2 separate regions of the Sus scrofa genome follow, and region 2 is linked to region 1. A link is a contact called in public HiChIP or PLAC-seq data. All regions are on one chromosome and are shown on one strand. The core of a region is the stretch at or near the end of the contact, and the rest is flanking DNA. Distances in the headings are between cores, read along the strand shown. Region 1 holds the start of TWSG1 (twisted gastrulation protein homolog 1). Region 2 holds the start of ANKRD12 (ankyrin repeat domain-containing protein 12).

The links. HiChIP or PLAC-seq counts read pairs in DNA pulled down with a chosen protein or histone mark.
Region 2: an H3K27ac HiChIP or PLAC-seq map of skeletal muscle shows a contact between it and region 1. The contact joins the promoter of ANKRD12 here to the promoter of TWSG1 in region 1. A contact is called at or near these places in 3 of 47 Hi-C or Micro-C datasets (embryonic fibroblasts, heart right ventricle and skeletal muscle) and 1 of 2 datasets of contacts at active chromatin or transcription factors (skeletal muscle).

The regions. Positions count from the first base shown.
Region 1 is chr6:98,675,543-98,683,106 of Sscrofa11.1, reverse strand. It overlaps TWSG1 (twisted gastrulation protein homolog 1), which reads left to right and starts at 4,785. Exons shown (of 5, transcript XM_003127831.4): 1 at 4,785-5,028; 2 at 6,355-6,511. The coding sequence starts at 6,389.
Region 2 is chr6:98,811,581-98,819,144 of Sscrofa11.1, reverse strand. ANKRD12 (ankyrin repeat domain-containing protein 12) reads left to right here and starts at 4,418. Exons shown (of 12, transcript XM_021096065.1): 1 at 4,418-4,750.

The sequences.
Region 1 (7,564 bases), core at 3,536-6,035:
AATAAATACTTTAAATAAATAAACTATGAAGTTTGGACTTAGTTTGGTAGGCAGCAGTGAGCCATGAGTAAATATTGGATTTTGCGAAGCTTTAGGAGCTTTTGAGAACAATCTGTAAATCCCTCAATAGCCGCTGAGAGCCCTTTGCAAACATCTTCTGCTGAAACAGCATTTTCTCCCCGCAGGTGGGGTCCGAGGGGCCTTGGCAGCCCCAGCTTTGAGGCTCAAGAAAGCCTGCCTATGTGTTATTTTTGTCTGATGGATTTAAACCGTTCATAGCAAAGGGAATTACAAGGATCTTCAGAACTTGAGATAGAACAAAACAAAACAAAAATAGCCACTAGATTTTCCACAATTCTTTTTGTTTATACCATGAAGAGTTGAGAGGCCTTGGGAAGTAACCGTATTTCTTTCCTAAGTCTTCTGAGAGCTTTGGGGTAACTCCCACAACAAAGCAGGAGGGGCCGGAGGATGGAGGTGGGGAGAAAGGCAGTTTCTCCTCCCAGGGCCTTCCTTCCCTGATGGTCCCTCCCTCGCAGCAGGCTGAGGCTGGTAAACTGTGGCTCACTTCAGTTCAAGTGTGTAAAAAATCAGCTCATTCAGCTGAGTCACTCGGGTGGAAAGAGTGAACAACAGGACGGTGGATTCCAAACCAGAATCCCCAGCCTGCCCAGTAGCTGGTTCCCTGAGACATAGAGTAGTTTTCCTGTCCCAGGCTAGATGCCTCCTCCAGGCAGGCTCCCTATCTTGCCTCCTGTAGGGAACAGCGACAAGAAGCCCAGACCAGCCTGGAGGGCTCCCCTGCGCCCCTGTCTTCTGGGACTCACTGGCACCAGCGAGGGAGACCCAGAGGTGAGAGTGTAGAACCACCACCTACAAGAGTAACTTCTAGACCAGACGTTCACACTGCAATAGTCCTTGTTATCCAACAGCAGGATAACGCCCCCTCCCCTAACTCTCTTCACACACTCACCTTACCCCCAGCCCAAAGAGATGTCCACATCCTAATCCGGAAAACCTGTGGATGCTGCTTTACGTGGGAAAAGACACTTTGGAGATGTGATTAAATTGCAGATTTTGAGATGGGAGATTATTCTGTTGTGGGTTGGTTGGTTTGTTTCTTCTGGCCACACTTGCAGCATATGGAAGTTCCTAGGCCAGGGATGGGACCCTCACAACAGCAGTGACAACACTAGATCCTTAACGCTCTGAGCCACAAGGGAACTGCAGAGCACAGCTCTTCTGATCGAGCCTCATTTTAGGACTCAGGAGTCAATTCTCCAGAACACTAAGATAATAAATTTGTGTTGTTTTACAGCAGTAAATCTATGCTAATTTGTTAGCAGCAACAGAAAACAAGTCACTTCCTCTTCACTGTGGTTGGCTGGGAGTCAGCCACTGATGCATCTCTATCCCTGTGTAGGTTATGTGAATCTGTCACATTTGACCTTTCATCAGCTCTTACAAAGAGGCTTTATTGCACTGATCATAAAGGCTTCTGGTAAAATAAAATATCCATTAAAACCACCCCCGCAGCTCTGAAACTACCAAACAGATCCAAAACCATTTAATGTCCACCGGGAGGCTCAGCCAGCATTTGACCTTCTAGGGCATATCAAAGAGGATCTTTATATAGAGAACAGACTAGTGGTTGCCAAGGGTGGGGGGGATGGAGGAGGGATAGGCTGAGAGTTTGGGATTTGCAGGGGCAAACTATTCTATATAGGATGGAGAAACAACAAGGTCCTAATGTATAGCACAGGGACCTCTATTAAATATTCTGTGATAAACCATAATGGCAAAGATATGAAAAAGAATACATATATGATAATATGTATGTACACTTTTCTGTGCAGCAAAAATTAACACAATATTATAAATCAACTATACTGCAATAATTTTTTTAAAGAGGATCTTTTTATTGTTAACCTTTTTTATTTTTAAGTTTTATGGCCACACTCATGGCATATGGAGGTTTCTGGGCCAGGGATTAATCTGAGCCGTAGCTACAACCTGCACCACTTCTGTGGAAACACCGGATCCTTTAACCCACTGTGCCAGGCTAGGTATCAAATCCACATCTCCATAGCCACCCAAGCTTCTGCGGTTGGATTCTTTTTTGTTTTGTTTTGTTTTTTAGGGCTGCACCCATGGCATATGGAGGTTCCCAGGCTAGGGATCCAATCGGAGCTGTAGCTGCCGGCCTACGCCACAGCCATAGCAACACCAGATCTGAGCTTCATCTGCAACCTACACCACAGCTCAGGGCAACGCCAGAGCCTTAACCCACTGAGCAAGGCCAAGGGATCGAACCTGAATCCTCAAGGATCCTAGTCAGATTCCTTTCTGCTGAGCTGGATTCTTAAGCTATTGCACTAAGGCAGGAACTCCCTAAAGAGAGGATCTTTAAATAAAAAAAGTGTTTTCTTCTTATTACCAAAGTATCACAGGCAAATATATAAGAACAGGTGGGAGATCCCACTGTTGCTTAGAAGGTTAAGAACCTGACATAACGTTGGTAAGCACGAGGGTTCAGTCACTGGCCTCAGTGCATTAAGCGTCCGGCATTGCCACAAGATTCAGCTCAGCTCTGGTGCTCTGGCTGTGACATAGGCTGGCAGCTGCAGTCCTGATTCAACCCCTATCCAGGAACTTCTGTGTGCTGCATGTGTGGCAGTAAAAAGAAAAAAGAAAAAGAAAAAAGAAAATGCAGACACGTGCAAAGAAAATCATCAATGACAAAAAATCACTCATAATCTCAACAAGAGATAACCACACTTTATACCCCATGGTTCTCTCTCCAGGCGTTTTAAAATAACAGTATTCACAGTTTTTAATTTTCTTTCTTTCTTTTCGTCTTTTTAGGGCCACATGCTCAGCATATGGAAATTTCCAGGCTAGGGTTTTGATCAGAACAGCTGCTGGCCCACGCTATAGCCACAGCAGTGCCAGATCAGAGCCACGTCTGCGACCTATACCACAGCTCATGGCAATGCTGGATCTTTAACCCATTGAGCAAGGCCAGGGATTGAACCTGTGTCCTCATGGATACTAGCTGGGTTTGTTACTGCTGAGCCACAACGGGAACGCCTACAGTTTTTAATATTAATCATTTGAAAAATACATATACTACTTTAAGATGTTGATATATTAGGAATATCTTTCCATGTGCTCAAAACTACTCATTTTGATTCTAATAAATTATTTGCCTTTCCATTCTCCTCTCACAGTATAGTTTTTTAGAGGGTACATAATACACAATATTGCAACAGTCTGAATGAAAATCCAGTTGCCTTCTATTATTTGACATTAAATAAACTGACGTAAAACAATATCACTTTTGTCACTTTTTTTGTTTTGGGATATACATACTTATTTTTCATAAACTATGTATTCATATTACCATATAGCAGAGTCTATTATTTTTAAATGAAATAATGAATAAATATTTCTTAAATTTCTCAGTTTTAATTTCAAAACTCTGAGATGTGGCATACGTAAACAAAACCTCTTTGGAGCCCTGATTAATAAGCGAGTGTGAAGGGGTCTTGAGACTAAAAAATTTGAGAACATCTGATCCACCATATTATTTTTTAATAGCTGGTTTAGCCCATTGCATGGGGTATCATAATTCATTTAATCAGTAAGCAATACCAAGAATAAAACCCTTAAAGATAAATTTGTGTTCATTCAATTATTTCTTTCAGATAATTTTCAGGGATGATTTTTAAAATGTATATTTACTTCCTGTACAAAAACGGACTAACATCAATAATTCAATCCACCCCCTCAGCCAGTCAACTCTTGCCATTCTTTCTGTTTTCCTCCAATGAAGCAAGGGCGATGTAGGCACTTAAGATCCTACCAGCTTAAGACTTTAGTTCTAAGTCAGCATTTCCCAGAGGGAAGTACTTCTGGATATTTTAGCCCGGTGGGCTCCAACTGAATCTCTCTGGAAACTTTAAAAAGCAAATTTCCAGGGTTGTGGGGAAGAACAGAGGGCCATTCTCGACCACCTTTATCTACATGCGAACTGTCAGTCACGGTCACACATGCTCCAGCAGCCCTCTCCTGCCACCTGCCCAGGTGTCCCCTGGTCGGTGTCCTTCTGGGTCAGCACCCCCGCGCCCCTGCTCTCTTCCAGGGCTGAGCACAGGGCCAGGCGCCCACTACGTGAACTGCTGGACGAAAGCTCTACTCTAGGAGATCCTTATTCCGGAGGTCTGAGGCAGCTCCCAGAAGTCTGAGCTTTTAATAAATCCTGCCTCCGTGAAGGGGTTCAGGTGTCAGCTGTACTGGGTACCGACTGGGTGCCTCAGTCTGGCATCCCTATAACCCAGCCAAGACCAGCTCCTTCTCAGGGTTCCTGTGAGGACCCAGCTCTTATGACCAGGATAAAGTGAATCCGAAGAGGGCTAGACCGAAGGGTCTGCAGGAGCCGAGGCCGGCTGAAAGGCGCAAGAGATGCGGGCGTGGAAGGAGGCGGGAAAGCGCTCTTGGGCGCCGGGGAGCTGTGTCTGGGGCGGGGTGTGGCTGTCGTGGGAGTAACCGCGGACGGGGCTGGGGGTCGAGGGCGTGGCGAGGCATCTTGTCGGGGCGGGTGAGAGCGTGGCCAAAGTCGGGGGTGGGGCCACGGGGCCTTAGGGCGCGCGGGCGGGGAGGAGCGTGGCGGGACCGGCGGGGCGGGGCCGTGGAGGAGCTGGTGGGGGCGGAGCCTGTAGGGCCGGGGCGTGGCGGACCAGGCAGGGGCGGACCAGGCAGGGGCGGGCCAGGCCGCGCAGTCCGGAGCGCCGGGGGGAGTGAGAGACGCCTCCTGGCGGGAGCTGGCGGCAGAGGGAGGGAGGAGGTAGAGGGAAGCGGGCCCGGGCACAGGCGGGGCGGCGGCGGGCCGGTGTCTGCGTCTCTCAGCGCCGAGGCTCGCGGGCGCTGCGCGGAGGACGGCGTGGAGGCGCGGCCTGCCTGCCTCCACAGCCCGCGGCGACACGCCGGGGACTAGGGCCAGGCGGCCTCGCGGCGCCGCGGCGCACGGTGAGCGGGCGGGCGGGCGCAGGGCTCGGGGTTCGGAGGCCGCGCGGACCGCGGGGGCCGGGAGGAAAGGAAGGGCCCGCGCGGCCTGGGCCGCGTCCGCGGGGAACGGCGTGGGGCGGGCGTCCTCCTGTCAGCGCCGCTCGCGGATGCGGGGCCGGCGCTTTGTTCCCCCTTGAAGGCTGCGTTACCTGCTGCGCCCGCGCCGCGTTTCCTTGAATACCTGTTCCGGGGAACTTGGGGAGTGGGATGAAGACGACCTTGGGAGGGGAAAATAATCCCCTTTTAGTGGCCGTGGGAAGGGAACGGTTCTGGAAAATGCTGAAATGCCTTCCTCCGCAGACTGGACTTCGCTTGCGGCCCCCGGCCCCCCAGCGTTACGCGAAGCCAAGGGGGCGCCTAACGGTCCTGGGGCCGGGGGCTCCCCGCCTCGCGAAGCCGAGTCCTGGACAAAGCCCTGGGTTCTCCTCCCCTTCTCGTTGCCTTTGCCTGGCTGTGCTCCCTGATACTAGAATAAAGGTTTACAGTAACCATAAAGGCCCGCAAAAGCACCTTTATCCGTCCTACTTCAGTAATTTATTTAATTGATTCTATTTTGGGGGTGCGCTTTAAACCCCAAGAAGTTACAGCTTCTCCTTTAAAGTGTAATGACCACGTGGGTTGTTTATCCACTGTCAGAATTTATGCTGGTCTTTTTTTTTTTTTCTTTTTGGACTTTAATATGTTCTTCAATAACTAGAATTAAAAGAATATCTTCACATTTTAATAAATTAGTGTCCTTAATGCAGTTAAGTTTACTCTTCCTTCTTTTATTCACTACTCCCACTGAACTGCTTTACTCTGGCTTAATTAATAGGCAAAATGAGAGAGTAATAAAACACTGGAATAATTTGGATTTTAAAATTTTGTTTTAATTCTAAGAATTAAAATATTGTAAAATGTTTTAAAATTATAATACAGTATTAATAGTATTGTCTTTACTGGCTTAAAGTTGAATCATGGGCCTGAAATCAAAGCTGAATAGTAGCAGTTTGGTAAGAAACTAGTTATTTGCTTAACATGTACATATACACACACACATTCACTTTAACTTTCAGTCACCATTTCTGAGTAGTCTGAGGAATTTCAGAAGCCTGTATTTTTGAAGATGGTTAACAAGATATTACTGTATAAAATTGTAGCTTTTTTTGATTCTTTCATCTTTCATTGAGAATAATTTTTAAACAGTCACTTTTGCCTTTTAACAAACAATGGGTCTTGGTTTATTTGTTTTACCCTTGCCTTTGAATTAAAGGTTGTTTTTTTTTTTCTTTTTGTTTGTTTGTTCAGCTTCCTGGGAGTTACTGAGTGTCTCTGAAGAAACATGAAGTCACTCTCTGTTGTTATGCTTACCCTGGTCATCCTGGTATTCCTGACATGGGTCCCTGTGTCCCTGAGTTGTAACAAAGCACTCTGTGCTAGTGATGTGAGCAAATGCCTTATACAGGTAGGACTAAAACTACTTTTTTACTACTATTAAAGTATATCAGAGTTCTCTCTGTGGCTCAGCGATAAGGAACCTGACTAGTATCCACTAGGACTAGTCAATCCCTGGCCTCGCTCAGTGGGTTAAGGATCTGGTGTTGCTGTGAGCTGTGGTGTAGGCTGGAAACTACAGCTCTGATTAAACCACTAGCCTGGTAACTTCCATATGTCATGGGCGCAGCCCTAAAAAGACAAAAACAACAACAACAACAACAACAAAAAACCCACCACAACCAACAGCAAATCAGGTATATTGTAGAGCAGATACAAAGTGCATATATACAGATAGACAGTGTCTGTAGAATACAGTGTAAGGGTGAATAGTAGGTCAGGGCCTGAGGTGCTGAGCCATGACACAATGGTCTGGGTTTTGTCCCCAGAATTCTTCTGCATACAAGCAAGGTCAGACTCAGGAAGTTCAGTACTGAAAATAATATTAAGCTTTGTAAACATGCCGTTACAAGGTGATGAGCATCTGTTCAGATGAATTAAAGGGTTTCCTTGTATAATCTACTTTATGTAGCAAAGAGTCTCACTCTATTTAGAAAAAAAATTTAGCTTGTCAGATCACAGACAAACTACCCAAATATAATGTACCAGCTGTCTGTTCTGTGTAACAAGCTACTCCAAACCGAGCAACTTAATGCAGCAAACATTTATTATTGACACAGTTTCTGAGAGTTGGGAGCCTGGGAGCAGCTGAGCTGGGTGGTTCTGGGTCAGGGTTTCTCAAGATTTCAGTCATTGGAGACTCTGTTTCCAAGATACTTGACAGTGATTTCTCAGCTGTCAAGGCAAGCCTGTGTGAAGAGAAAAGCGAGTTTAAGTCATTGGCTTAGTTCATGAAGCTAGTAAGTGGCGGTGGAGCGTGGCCTTTGTTTGACCCTTGAAGCCTTTGGCGTTTTTACCGCACATACTGGTTATTATTGTCCATAAAGTTGTGTTAATTAGTGGTGAACGTCATGTCTTTTCTAGCTGTTCTCCCCTTTCTCCTCTTGTTTAGACTGTTGGCAGT
Region 2 (7,564 bases), core at 3,169-5,668, 140 kb before region 1:
ATTCATTTCCATCTGTGTACACCTTAGGGGTAATCTGGCACCATGTCAGAACTTCAGAGCACCATTTTAAAGTCTTCTGCTATCTTTAGCTAATAATAACTATGAAGACATTGCATAGTCTAGTAAAATTATTTCAACATCACCCATTTTCAACTGCCCTGTCACTAATCAATAATAATAGGTTATCGTGAAGTAAAAATTCTGTCAAATTGCAAACACATTTTGCTCTCCCCATCTTAAAGCATAGCCAAATCTTTTTTTTTTTTTTTTTTGTCTTTTTTAGGGCCACACCCGTGGCATATGGAGGTTCTCAGGCTAGGGGGTCTAATGGGAGCTGTTGCTGCCGGCCTACGCCAGAGCCACAGCAATGCCAGATCTGAGCCATGTCTGTGACCTACACCACAGCTCATGGCAACGCTGGATCCTCAACCCACTGAGCAAGGCCAGGGATCAAACCCGCAACCTCATGGTTCCTAGTCGGATTCATTTCCACTGCACTATAATGGGAACGCCCCACTATTAACATTTTATTATGCATTTCTCTAGTCCAGCTTTTCTCACATACACATCTGTGACCTACACCGCGTTTTATGGAAACGTTGGATCCTTAATCCACTGAGTCAGGCCAGGGATCAAACCCCCACAACCTCATGGTTCCTAGTTGGATTCGTTTCTACTGCGCCACAATGGGAACTCCCTGTTCATCATTTTTGAAGTAGAAAAGTACAAAACACTTGACATCATCTTGGCTATTCTGATCCTGCAAGTATACAAAAACCAATTGGGGAAGAAATTGGAAATACAGTTAGGAAGATCAGTGGATGTGTGAAATACACCTTTCAGTTGCAAGCATATATTACAGCTTATAAGATGAATACATATTACAACTTACAAGAAAGAATAAAAGTTTGTGTATTATGTTCAAGAAGCTAGCTATGAGTTTTGCATGAAAAAAAATTAATAGGCAGCTTTAATTCAAGGATAAATCTAATCCATTTGTTTCAGGATTTCTCAAAGTCACTATTTGGCCTTGGTCTTATGACAGACTAAGTGTGATGATTATTTATTTTTAAGACTGTGTTTAAAAATTAATTTTTTATTTTTACCTAAGAAGGTAAACAGTAATTTTTCAAGTGGTACAAGGTAACACAATGAAAATGCCTCCCTGCTGCCCTAGAGACTTCAGGTCTTCTCACAGGCAACTACTTTTTACTATTATTTTTATTTCTTTAAAAAATAATCTGTTAGCTATTAAGCTTTTAATTTAAAATTATGAAAACACATAGGTACTTCATTAAATTAAAATTACCATTGTAAAAAGTGTCTTACACTCTGACAAATTTTTTTTTAACTACATGAAAAGTTAGGAGTGGGAGGTTTCAGATACTGGGTGATAAAATAAGTTGTGTTTTCAAGATAAGCACTGGCTATTAACTTTTGGAAATCCTTTCAATTTTAATACAAGAGCACTTATTTTAATAATTAGAATTTAATAATTATAAGATTAGCTTTTAAAAACACCTGGCAGGTAAAAGTTCTTTACTATAATCCAAGAAGATTCCAAGTGTAGATAAACAGACTGATTAAAATTTCCTCAGAATTACTTGCTGTAACTGGATGGAGCTACTGCCCTATAAATCCTACAACACATAACAGTCATAAGAGTATTCACTGCAAAAGCATTACATCTATAGATGATCAGATGGTAAGCCATGATCAGAGATTGTGTTTTTCATTTATTCATGAAATAGGGCAAATTTTTTGAATGATATAACTGGATGTAGTAGCCAAACATAATAGTAGTTGATTCTAAAGGTGAGAGAACTAAGTTGAAAGTAAATTCTCCAGATGCCTTCTAGTTATATCTCAAGTATACACATTTTAAGTGTCTGCTAGTAGTAACCCTAAATAAATGTGATAATACTTAACTTTGGCTAAGAGTGATGTTTAATGCTTGGCACAGTGGGTTAAGGATCCAGCATTGTCACTGCAGTGGCTTGCTGCAGTGGTGCAGGTTTACTCCCTGGCCTGGGAACCACATGCTGCAGGTGAAGCTAAAAGTAAATAAATAAATGAAATAGTAAGAACTAAATAAATGGGGGGAGAAAAAACCCAGTTATTTTGCCCACTTGCTGAAGATAGATTCCAGGACTTGAGCCAAAGACAGAACTATACAATTAAAAGCCTTAGCAATTTACTAATCAACTAGTCCCAGCTTCTTTTGAGGCCTCTAACCACAGTATCTATAATAATTTATTCATACTTCTAGTTTTATACTGAAAAGGAAAATTGGCTCCTCTTCCCTTCATAAATCGCATTTGGACCTTTCCAATAACAAATGTTGGTTCATAACTGTCGCATATAATCTTAATAGCTTTATTTTTTTTTTTTAATTTTTGGGAGTTCCCAGCTTGGCTTAGCATAAAATGAATCTGACTAGTATCCATGAGGCTTCAGATTCAATCCTTGCCCTTGCTCAGTGGGTTAAGGATCTGGCATTGTCATGAGCTGTGGTGTAGGTCAAAGACTTGGCTAGGATCTGGCATTGCTGGGGCTGTGGCGTCAGCCAGTGGCTACAGCTCTGATTCAACCCCTAGCTTGGGAAGCTCCATATGCAGCGAATGTGGCTCTAAAAAGACAAATAAATAAAATTTTTTGGAGTTCCCATTGTGGGCTCAGCTCATTAAGGACCCGACCTTATCTCTGTAAGGATGCAGTTTCAATCCCTTGCCTCAGTGGGTTAAGATAGGTCATTGAGGTAAGCTACAATGCTGCTTACATCCTTGTTGCAGTGGCTGTGGCGTGGGTTCCAGCTGAAGCTACAATTCGACCCTTAACAGAGGAACTTCCATATGCCAAAAGCGTGACTGTAAACAGAAAAAATTGTTTCCAACTTAATTTTACATGAATTTTTTTTAATATACAGATAGTGCTCTCTTCAAGTAGTCAACACAGTGCCTTGGATTACGATTGTCTTTTGAGTTTTTCATGTGTTCAGTGATTTTTTATGTAATAAGGTTGTGTGTATACTTGCCTTAAATTATGGTTAATTTCAGCAAATTCAAGATTAGCTACCTTTCAGTTTTGAACTGAAACTCGTTTACCTCTGTAGAAATAGCGAATGTTACAGCCACCTACTTCCTATGACAAGGAATCAACGATTTGAAGAGAAGTCAGAAAAGAGTTGGTTACTTGTATGTTTCTTTCCTTTGTATTTCAAGCCATAAATATCCAAATTAAATGTAACAGTGTTCCACTTCTAGCCACAAGGTGCTCTCTTACTAGTCATACTGAACCTGAATGTGGGAGAAATGAGGAACCTAGGAAAGGAAAAAATAATGATCTTTAATGCAAGTTTGTGCTTTATATAGTTATATGTTTGGATTCAGCTTCCTCCTGTCAAGTATGAAATACATCATATGCTGACTTAATGACATAAATTTGTAAATGCACTCATTAAGTCACAAAGGCAGCTGTAGTTTTAAAGGCCACAACCATAGGGAGAAGATGGTTTCCCTCCAATTACACAACCCTTTTGGTCGTTAAAGGCATGCGCAAATTCTCGCGGATTAACCTCGATGTAAATAAAAAACGTCCTGAAGAAACTCAGACTGAAATGGTTTCCCTCCGATTATGTAATCCCTTTGGTGGTTAAATAAGGGCATGTACAAATTGTCGCGGGTTGACCTCCCGAGGAAGTCAGGGTGCCGAGGCGGCGAGTTCTCCCCACGCGCTCTTCTACAGCCGGGCAGTTCCCGTGGGTGGCCTCTCGGAAAGGATAAATGCACTTAAACTCGTCTGATAAGGTCATCCGAAAGTGTCGATGGGGAGGGGCGTACTGCAAAGCCTATGCCATCCCCACAGGAGATGCACGCTGCCGCGCTTGCAGGACGCGCGCCCAGGGCCCCGCTTGGAGCAGGTGAGGGGTGCGGCTGGGGCCCGAGGGGTCCCTGCTCCCACAGGTGCGGCCGGCTGGCGCGCAGGCGCACTACGCCCGCCTGGCCGGACACCCGCCTCCGCCTCCAGCCGGCCCGCTGCTCGCTAACTCGGCTTCCCGCCCCGCAAAAATAACGTGTGAATACCCTCTGTGGACAGAGCCTCTTCTTCCTCGCCGCTGCCTCCGCCGCCATTTCCAGAAGTGGCCAGTCACAGCCACGGCCATGATCGCCGCTGGGCGCGACCTCCGCCCGCGCCGCTCCCCGCAGGGGTCCCTCCCTTCTGGGGCAGAAGACAGCGGCGCGCGGGGTTCCGGCCCGCACCCCCGCGTCCATTTGGTACGCCCCGCTCCCCGCCCCCGGCTCGGGAAGCTTCTCGCGGCGCCGCCACAGCGGCGGGCCCGGGGAGGGGGGTGGCGAGCGGAAGGGGCGGTGGGCGGGGGCGGGGCGGTCACGCCGCCCATCCCGTGCCCGCCGTGTCACGTGCCCGTGCCGCGGCCAATCGCCGGGCGGCGCTGTGCGGGGAGCGAGCAGGCTGTGGTGAGGGACGGCGGAGACCGGAGATGTTTTCGAGCCCGGCCTCGGCGGCGTTCGTGGCGGTTACGGCGACAGCGAAGACCACGACAGAGACGGCCGCGCCGAGGCCCTCGTACAGGGGGTAAACCCTCCTGCGCCGGCCGTGCCTTGGGTCCGTGAGGGCGAGGGGGGCGTGGCGACAGGCGAGGAGGAAGGAGGGGCGCGGTTTCGAGCCCCGGCCCCGGCGCCCGGGAGGAGCCCCCCAGTCGCGCCCGCTCCCGTCCCCTCGGCAGAGCGAGGTAGGTACGTGCCCGCCGCCCCGCCCACGCTAGCGGGACGGGGGCCGTAGTCGCTGCAGGCGGGAGCTGCTCGGGCGGGGGGGCGGGGGCCCGGGCGGACGGACGCCGCGCCGCTCCCGGAACATGGCGGGGCCGCGGAGCGTGTGCGTGCGAGGGTGCGCGGCGGGAGGGGGCGGGGCTGGGCGGGGCGGGGGGCGCGCCGGCCGGGGCCCTGCCGCCGGGTGCGCGGCGGGGTCGTGTCCGGGCGCGGCTTGGCGGGCGCGCGGGGCCGGGGCTTCTGGAGCTCGGCTGGGCTAACTCGGTGCGACGCCTGCTCCAGGATCCCCAAGCGTTGAGTAAACGCTGGTACAAAGAGGCCGCCGAAGCCTGGCTGACAGCTGTTTTAATAATAACAGGGAGGGACAGTTTAGCACGGGAAGTTGACACTCGCACCGGTCGAAACCGTAGGAAACCTTTCTAGCAGCGTACCCATCAAGATCGGTTTCCACTAGACTCCCGCGCCTACCTTGCCAACGCGGGGAAATGGGTTGGGGTCCAGGCATCTGGAACGCCTTGGAACCGCCTCTAATCTTCAAGTAGAAGTGGACCAGTGTTATTTTAAGACGGTTTATGTAAATTATAAAAGAAGGCGAACTGGTAAAATAACTACTTTAACATAAATTGACTGCTGATTAAAAACATATGCTTCTTTAGGCCCTTAAAAATCTTGAGCTCTGATCTGTTTCAGTTTCTTCAGTCGTTATACAAAGGGTTTCCTGGAGATTAGCTCAGAACTGGCAGAACATACGCTACATTGATGCCAAGTGGCTTAAAAAACAAAATGAGATAGTGTCGACTGTGTAAGATCAAGTCGTTGTATTAACTAGTCTTGTTGGGAAAAGTCTTTAATTTGGGCTAAACGCAAATACATGTAAAAATGTTCCGTAGGCAAGAGGGGACGGTTTTACTACTTAAAGATCATTTATAGTTGACACAAGCACTGACTCAATTTCTAAAGGTCCGCAGACGGTTGACTAAGTAAGGTCAAGCTTAACTATTCAGGGTGTGTGTTCTGTTTTAGAGATAGGAAGAGTGTTAAAGTGAAGTAAAAAATGTTAAGGAATATTCGTGGAAGGAAAAGAGTAGAAAAGCAGGATGCCTGTAATGTTCTTAATCTTTATGGTTTCCATAGTTGTTGTTAGGATGGTTTTATGAAAAAGCAGAGCTGGGAGAGTGGAAATCTCTGGGTGTGTATTCCATGAAGACTGAGGAGGAGTAAAGAGGAAAAAATACTTAGATGAGAAAAAATTTTGTAGGTGAAAATAATGTTGTGCAGTCTTTGGTTTTAGTTCTTTAATATCAGGAAGGGGGGAAACTTGAATTTTGTTTGAAATTGAGTGCCCAGCTGGTGGAATTTAAAAGGAAGATATTTTTATCAAGATGCTTATATGTTAAATTTTTTATAGAAGTTGAAAAATGTAACTGATATTCTTCTGAGGTAGGCTAGAGAAATAGTAAGGATATTTAGGAAACTTCATTGGAAAAAAGGTTTTTATTTTAAAGAATAAAAATAATAGTAAAAATGTTCAGTTTTTTGGTATTAGTTGACTAGCAGTTAAATTTTCTTTAAACTATTCTTTTATTTTACCAACATTGTTTTAATCTAAAAAGAGAATGTTTAGTGAGATTAATCATTTCCATCATAGTCCATAAGAGGTATAGACAGCTTTATGTGAATAAACTTGATGCTACTGAAGCAGCATGTATCAGGCCTGAAGAATTTATCCAGTAATTTCAGTAGATTGTTTAAGAGCTATTGACACTATTTTCTAACCTGGAACTTGTTGCTAAAGCTGACATCAACACATATTTGTAAAATGCTTATACTCCGTAAGGACGCTTTTTATTTACATCGAGGTTAATCCGCAAGAATTCGCTCATGCCTTTAACTACCAAAGGGGTTGTGTAATTGGAGGGAAACCGTTTTCTCCCTATGGTTGTGGCCTTTAAAACTTAAATTTATCCTTAGATCCGAAGGGACCTCACATTTTCTAACCTGTTTCCCTCGTTTTGCAGATGAAAAAATAAAGGCCTGCTGAGGGGAAATGACTTATTGAAGTCAGCCCAGTTAATTGAAACAATCTGTGGTTTGGCCTAGAGATTTTGTGAAGATGCTAATCTGTCCATTTCTTTAAAAAAGTAGTTTTATAGAGTAGTAGAAAGAACAGGGAAAATAAGTGAGGAGACAGGAATTTAAATTCTTGATTTGTCACTTTTTAACTGGTTTTTGACAAATCATATTAACTTTAAGAACTGTGCCTTTGTAATCTGCAAAAAAATAATTTTCCTACATAATTTACAGGATTGTTTGATGGAACATGTGATTATATATGGAAAACACATTACATACTGTAAATTTTTATACATACAAAAAATGGTGATATTGTTTTTGAAATAAATACCGTCCTTACTACATTATCTAAGGTGTCTAGATCCCTAGGTTTTTGCTTAGCCTTAGCTTCATTGTTTTAAGCACCTGCTGTTTTATAGATTATAATTCCCTGTAGATACATTTTCTGATTCCTACTTAGTTCTAATCTTAGTAAAGCCTCTTATGAACATTTTAAATATTGCAGTTGTTAGAGCCTAACTTCCTCTGGAGAATATGAAGTTTATTCATGTAACATTTGAAAACATTCTCATATACATTCATGCATGCATAATGTTTCTTTAACAGACAGTGGCTTTTAAAAAGTAATAGTGAAAGTATCTTAGTAGCGATGTTAATTTGTCTGTTGCTACTTACCAGATATGGCAATAACTGGAGATTATTTC